Linked DNA regions of Astyanax mexicanus: region 1 is linked to region 2. The links are chromatin contacts, called in public Hi-C maps. All regions are on one chromosome and are shown on one strand. The core of a region is the stretch at or near the end of the contact, and the rest is flanking DNA. Distances in the headings are between cores, read along the strand shown.

What was found. Hi-C and Micro-C count contacts between places; a contact is called where the count stands out from the background.
Region 1: a Hi-C map of blood shows a contact between it and region 2, with 3 times the contacts expected there. The contact joins the promoter of si:dkey-187a12.4 here to the enhancer-like site in region 2. A contact is called at or near these places in 2 of 3 Hi-C or Micro-C datasets (blood and muscle).

The regions. Positions count from the first base shown.
Region 1 is chr7:36,162,634-36,166,119 of AstMex3_surface, forward strand. si:dkey-187a12.4 reads right to left here and starts at 2,233. Exons shown (of 4, transcript XM_007252226.4): 1 at 1,658-2,233. The coding sequence starts at 2,015.
Region 2 is chr7:36,120,085-36,123,622 of AstMex3_surface, forward strand. rin2a (Ras and Rab interactor 2a) reads right to left here. Exons shown (of 12, transcript XM_007252224.4): 3 at 2,414-2,502; 4 at 1,217-1,415; 5 at 789-903. Among protein-coding and RNA genes, the nearest start is that of eef1a1a, 4.5 kb to the left of the region's middle. Within about 2 kb of position 1,282, the one cell type or tissue checked has an H3K27ac peak away from gene starts, as active enhancers do.

The DNA.
Region 1 (3,486 bases), core at 983-3,482, 44 kb after region 2:
AAACTGGGATGTCAGTCTTTAAGTTTTGTTTCAGGTGTTTTGGGAATCAAACCTGTATAGGTTAGGAGCTGTTATTTCCCTTCCCATATAAAGTTGTTGAAGTATTTGTGTGATATCTAGTGAAAACAGTTACATTGAGACACTGTTGTTACCTATTAAAATCTATTGCTGGTTAGCAAACAGACAATGTTGGTAAAACATTGTCTCAAAATATTGCTATTAAATCCTGAAAAGGTTGCACTGTTATGATTTTTCTACATTTCTGTAACAAAATTGTCACAACCTAATCTTTAACTAGCATTCCTTTTTAGTTATAGGACAACCATTTTATAACATTTTAACACCCCAATCATGGTCCATTATTTTATTTCTATAACGAGAATACAGCATATCATATATTCTAGAGCATAGTACAGTTCAAGGTTGTGACAAATTTTTGGCACCAAAAATATACTGTACATTGTCACAACACACAACAACTGTGTTTGCTGGTATACTTATTCCCTGACAAATCCAAGCAGCAGGAAATAAATGGATAACACTCGCTTTGCCCAAAATGCTATTTGGACACAATATTTTTTAAGAACTTTAGAAATACTACTTGAAAATACTAAAAAGACTTTTTTTCATACATGGTGTATTAGGTTATGCCCTTATAATTTGACATATTAAAATACTTTTAGATAAACAAAAGACTGTTGAATGTTAATTTTTATTATTATTGTTATTTTATCTTCAATGCTCTAAAACAATGCTTATGTTATGCTTACTAATGTAAGAACTGATTAATTTGTTTGCATTAAGTGCACAGCAATTTTATGTTAAACTTACAATTACATTAAATATAATTTTTGTATTCTATTCTTATAGCTCGAACTGTGTCCTTGCAGCAAAGAGAATTACAATTAATAATAATAATAATAATAATAATCCTGTGTGGAGCGGTTTTCACCTAAAAATATTAATTGTAAGTGTAGAAGAATCTCAACCACTCAAAAAATGTTAAATAAACGTTGATTTAATGTCAGAATTTCAACACTAACCAAGGCCTAGTAGACAGTGTTAAATAAAGGTTGCGTAAAGGTTGTATTTATATTATCAACATTAAATGCTGTAATGCAGCAAAATAATGTTTATTTAATCTTTTTCTATTAGAGCTTTGTTATAAATGCTTGCCTTTTTTGCCAGGAGTGGCATAAAGTTTTCCAAAAGCAGTGTGTAAGACTGGTGGAGGAGAACATGCCAAGATGCATGAAAACTATGATTAAAAAAAAATCACCAAATATTGATTTCTAAACTCTTAAATCTTTATCAATATGAACTTGTTTTCTTTGCATTGTTTACGGTCTGAAAGCTCTGCATCTTTTTTTGTTATTTCATCCATTTCTCATTTTCTGCAAATAAATGTTCTAAATGACTATTTTTTATTTTGAATTTGGGAGAAATGTTGTTCGTAGTTTATAGAATAAAACAACAAAGTTAATTTTACTCAAACATAAACTTATAAATAGCAAAATCAGAGAAACTGATTTAGAACTGAAGTGGTCTCATACTTTTTTTTCAGAGCTGTAAGTAGCTATAAAGGGAAAGTGAGTGAGTGTGGTGGTGTGCAGTAAACTTGAGCAGCTCTCTGATCAGATCTGCAGTCACTGCCTACCTGATGATTGGGCTGCTGCTGCTGCTGGTGATGATGAGGATGATGACGAGGACAGTGAAGATGATGATGGTGTGTTCAGCATTAACTTTTCCCCCGCTCTCGCTCCTGCTGCTGCTGCGGGGGGGTAGGAGGACTCTGATCTGAAGTTGGTCTCAGTCCGCCGCGGCGCTTCTTCCGCCGCTTTAGGAGCGTCTTCTCTCCGGGATCTGTCATCAGTCAGATGGTTGATCTCTTCAGAGACAGCGGAAAGCCGCTGCTGGAGCGTCTCCAGTGCCATGTCTGCCATGTGTTTGTTCACCAGTCCCTCCACTCGCCGCTGGATCGCCCAGTTTGACCCGTTCCCGTTGTTCGTTTCCATGGATTACGCAACTCGGCGAGCCCGCGGGCAGCGCGGCTAGTTTCTATCAGTAAACACAGTTGACGAGCTGAACACACTTCACAAGATTCCCAATAAGAAACACTGAGAGATAAAGAGGCGGAAGTGCTTATCCAACTGTCCCCAACCAGCAGGCGTTATCACGTTACCGCAACGTCACAGCAATGTTGGCAGAACATTGGGAGTTATCACTGAACTACAATTCCCATAAGCCCTGAGCGCAGCCGCAAAAAACCAAAACAACCCAAAAATCAACAAAAAACCTAGGAACGCAAAAAACAAAACAATGAATCACACTTTTTAACATCACAAACACGCGCGTTTAAATTTTTATACACGAGAAATGTTTTTAAAAAATGTTAATTTAATTCAACCATTAGACTTTTATTATAGATTTCTAAATATTCTGAAGGTGATTCACACCGTCTGGAGGGCAGCCTGTTGCACGCTGCAGTACAGCTTTTTATTTATTTATATACAAAGTATAGTTATGTTCAGGTCACACCACTCCACTGTATCACTACGTAGGCGCTAATGTTTTGTGTGAGGATATTTGCATTTCTTTGTCAAGAATTTTTTTTTTTTAAACCAATAAATAAATATATACATACACAAATAACAAGGACATATTTTTTTATTTGTATCGTAAATGAACAAAAAAAAGAAATACATTTCTATATAAATCTATATAAACAATGTATTCATAAATTATGAAAAATATGGATTCAGCTTATAGCTAATTAAATAGCAAAAAGAAAAAAATGACATTGTTTAATATAAATATAATATTATAAAAAAACATTAAAATAGATTAAAAACATAATATTATAGAAAAAACATTATTATTATTATTATTGTTGTTGTTATTTTTTAAATATTATGATTTTTATTATTATTATTGTTGTTGATGTTGTTGTTGTTGCTGTCTTGACAAATAAAACGTCACCACCTGGAAGTAAATGATCAGGGATTGCTGCAATTGTTCAGGTCTAGGTTCAGCAACAGTATGTGCTGAAAGAAGGAGGTCAGCTGACTACCTGAATATACTGAATATAGACCAGGTTATTCCATCAATGGATGACACAGCCCTATTCCAAGGATTCATGGGGCTGGAATATTGAAAGAGTGATTCAGGGAGCATGAGATCATCATTTTCACACATGGATTGAGAGAGTTCACCACAGAGTCCAGATCTTAACCTCATTGAGAATCTTTGGAATGTGTTGGATGGAGAAGGCTTTGTGCAGTGGTCAGACTCTACCAGCATCAACGCTGCAAGATCTTGGTGAACAATTAATGCAACACGGGATTTAAATAAATCTTGTGACATTGCAGAAGCTTATCGAAACAATGCCACAGTGGATGCGTGACCCAATCAAAGCTAAAGGCGATCCAACCAAATATGAGTGTGTGACCTCTTTTTTGGTGGTGACTTTTTTTGGCCAGGCAGTGC
Region 2 (3,538 bases), core at 32-2,531:
GTGGAATAACCCTGGTGTTTAATCACAGTTTTCATGCATCTTGGCATGTTCTCCTCCACCAGTCTTACACACTGCTTTCAGATAACTTTATGCCACTCCTGGTGCAAAAAGTGATCATCCATCTTCCTCTTGATTTTTAATTTGGTAAAATCAAAGAAACTTATCATTTTTAAGTGGTCTCTTATTTTTTTCCCAGAGCTGTATGTTTAGGCACATCTCCTCTGCAGAGACATTATGAATGAGGAAACCAGTCACTGATTAAAATCTAAATAGAAGTTGTTTTTTTAAGCTAAACAAGGCATATGACTTTTCTTTTGACCTGTGTCTCTTATCTATAGTGTTAGAAATGTATCATTTTAAACAACAGAAAGCACCGAATTCTCCTTAACAACACTAAACAAACACTGAAAACCGCATTAAATGTTTTTTATGAATTCTAATTTTGATGTTTTTTTAGCTTGGTTAATACAACACAATCATTTCACTTTTAAACAAAAGAAAGGCTGATAAAGGACAAAGCAAATGTGTGTGTGCAGTATCACAGAAACCCAGCAGAGTCTGAAGACACTTAGCCATGTAGCCAAATTTAGCTCACTCTCTGAGTCACTGTAGCTTTTGTTACACTTGGCCAGAGATAGTGGATCAATAGAGATTAAAAGAAAAAAAAAAAAAAAAAAAGAGTGGTAAAACCGGACCAGTTTTAAAAATAAGTACCCAGCAGAGGGAAGTGAAAAGCAGAAAAGAGATATAGTGTAGTTGGTAGTACACTGGAATTGGGTGGCACTTACTGTATTGGCTCTCTTTGACTGGGAAGTCCCTCACAGTCAATGCGGTACTGTCGCTGTCCATTCGCAGGGAAATAACCTTCTTCTGGAGCTTAGATGACCTCCTCACCAGGAAGGTCTACGTGATTCACAGAGGTGGGGGGAAAAACAACATTAATTAATTAATTAAATTCTATTAATGCATTAGTATTGCATACATTACTGAATTTTAAGTATGGGGTCACACAGGTCAGGCTGAGCAACATCATGATGCAGCATCAGCACAGATGATGTGCTGTACAGCATCAGCAGTCTAGAAATAATCCTTGCATTAATAAGGCATTTAAAACTCAAACCAAAGGTCAGAGATAACAATTGACAAATACTGACACTTGTTGTTACTGTGACATGACGAACAACGTAGGGTGTGTGTATGCATACAGCAGCCTCACCCCTGGCGGCTGTGCCTCCAGAATGCGAGTTGCGTCGTCATCGCTTAGTGAAAGCAGCAGCCAGACGGAGTGTGTGTGCGTCAGTCTATCGAGAACACTCATGCGCCGGCGCAAAGAGTCATAGCCCGAGTCGCGGACCCCCACGGCACCAGTGCAGACAGACGACTGCAGGAACAGGCCGCTCACCTCACCCTCTAGCCTGCAGAGAGAGGGAGGAACGCACAAATGCAGAAAACTAATTACGTATTTGTTGTCATATACTTAGACATGCCATATCTTGTCAAAAATGAGGAGAGAAATTTGGACAGACACCTATGAACATAACGTATTATGATTGATTTAAAATACACTGTGACAAATTAGCATAATTAAAAACCCAAGCAATGAAAATGGGTTTTATTTGTGCACTGCAGCCTTTAGTAATGAGTATCTGTAAAAAGGGGAAAATGCCTTGCGATTTTAGTGATTGGTGTTTTTTCACAAAAACCTTACACAAAAAACTTCACACTGGCAAATTTTAGTGGCGGTCAATTAGGGCAGGGCAATATTGTAAAATAAAATAAATAAATAATAAATACTGTATATATATATAATTTTATTATATATTATTTCTGCAGCCACCCCGGCTCAATGAGGACAGATTTGACACCCATGATCTAACACAACCATTTTAAACTTAATAAAAAGTTTAAAATTAACATTAAGTCAGACAAGCTAAAAGAAGCCAAACCACAAATACTGCAAACGTTTCTCAAATTATTTTATTATTTTATATTTTTCTTAATATGCCATGAAGCTATACATAAACAGTAATATGCTCCTCCTACTGGTCAACAGTTAGCATTGCCAGAGAAAACAAGAAGTAAACATTTTTGAAGACACTGTTCTGTATAATAATATGCCATGCAAAACAAGATAAACAATAGAAACAAACAACAAATACTAAATTAAAAACAGATATTTGCAATACAAAACTGTGTGATACAAGATTTTAGTTTTCTTTGGCAAAATACATTTAGACAGTAAGTCTATGATCTGTTTAAGAAAAGAGACAACTGAGATCAATATTGTAAGGGTTACTAAAGTGACAATTAATTTTAAACACCCCAATGACTGTTGTGTCACCTACTGTATAAGCATAGCTATATAAAAATAGTTATAGCAATAGAATGAGAGAGAAAAGGATAATGAACTCACCCTTGTAGGAGCTTAGTATCAGGGTCTCTGGCTGTTTGAACCATCTCCTGCTTCAGCTCTGAGATCTCAGTAGAGAAAGTGTCTATGAGCTATAAAGCAAAACACAGAAACGCATAGAGTTAGTTATATGACTTATCATGTCGGTCTTTGCATTCTATGAGGATCATTTCTGCAGATCCAAGCATTGGTCACCACCCTTCTGAACCCCAGTCAGGAGCTGCTTCCCTTTATGCACACGGACCACCAGATTTGCAGGAAACAAAACCAAGAAGGAACTCAAGACATACTGGACTAGATAAAATGCCTTACTAGTTGTGTCATACAAACAAACACGCTTCAAGTTTTGAACTGTAAACTGACTGTAACACACAGAAAATGTGCCATTAACATAAAAAAAATAATAATAAACTAAAAACATGTGCTCCACAGTCCAGACAAACTCCACATGAGACATCATTTCCAAACAAACACAGACAGACTCCAAGCTTGTGCTTATGCTGCATCTCCTTAACAATAAACAGAGTCATATCAACAGTGATTAATCTGGACTCCTGCAGTTTCTCTAAGTACATAAGAACACTCGGACAACACCACATGTTAAGCATACTTGCTGGTCAGCAGTACAATTCAGTACAGAAAATAAATATTAGAGATAAAGGTGATGAAGACGATAAATACACATTATACTTCATTTTTTGAGAATACTGTGGATATTGTCAGTAACAAACAACAGTTAGTTCTGACCCTGTAATGTGATTGGCTGAGAGGCGTTTTATGAGTGACATCATTAGCCGGTAATGCACTGTAACCGAAGCTCTCTATGTATTACTTCTCCATGTATTGCAGCGCTTACAAACCAAATACAAACCAAATGCGATGACATTAAACACCACAGGAAGCCGCTGGATCCCATAGGCACAGTGCACAAACGTCTCCATGTCTCCAACAGGCCGCGAAGGCAAAGACGTGGTTCACAGAAATAAGCTCAGTGATTCGAAAATATGCATTATTACAAATATTATCAGCCACCAATATCAAGTTAAAAGCTTAAGTGTATATAATTTCCAGCAAAAATAAATTTTAAGATGAATGTAAGGTGGCCGAAATTAGGGGATGCTTGTAATT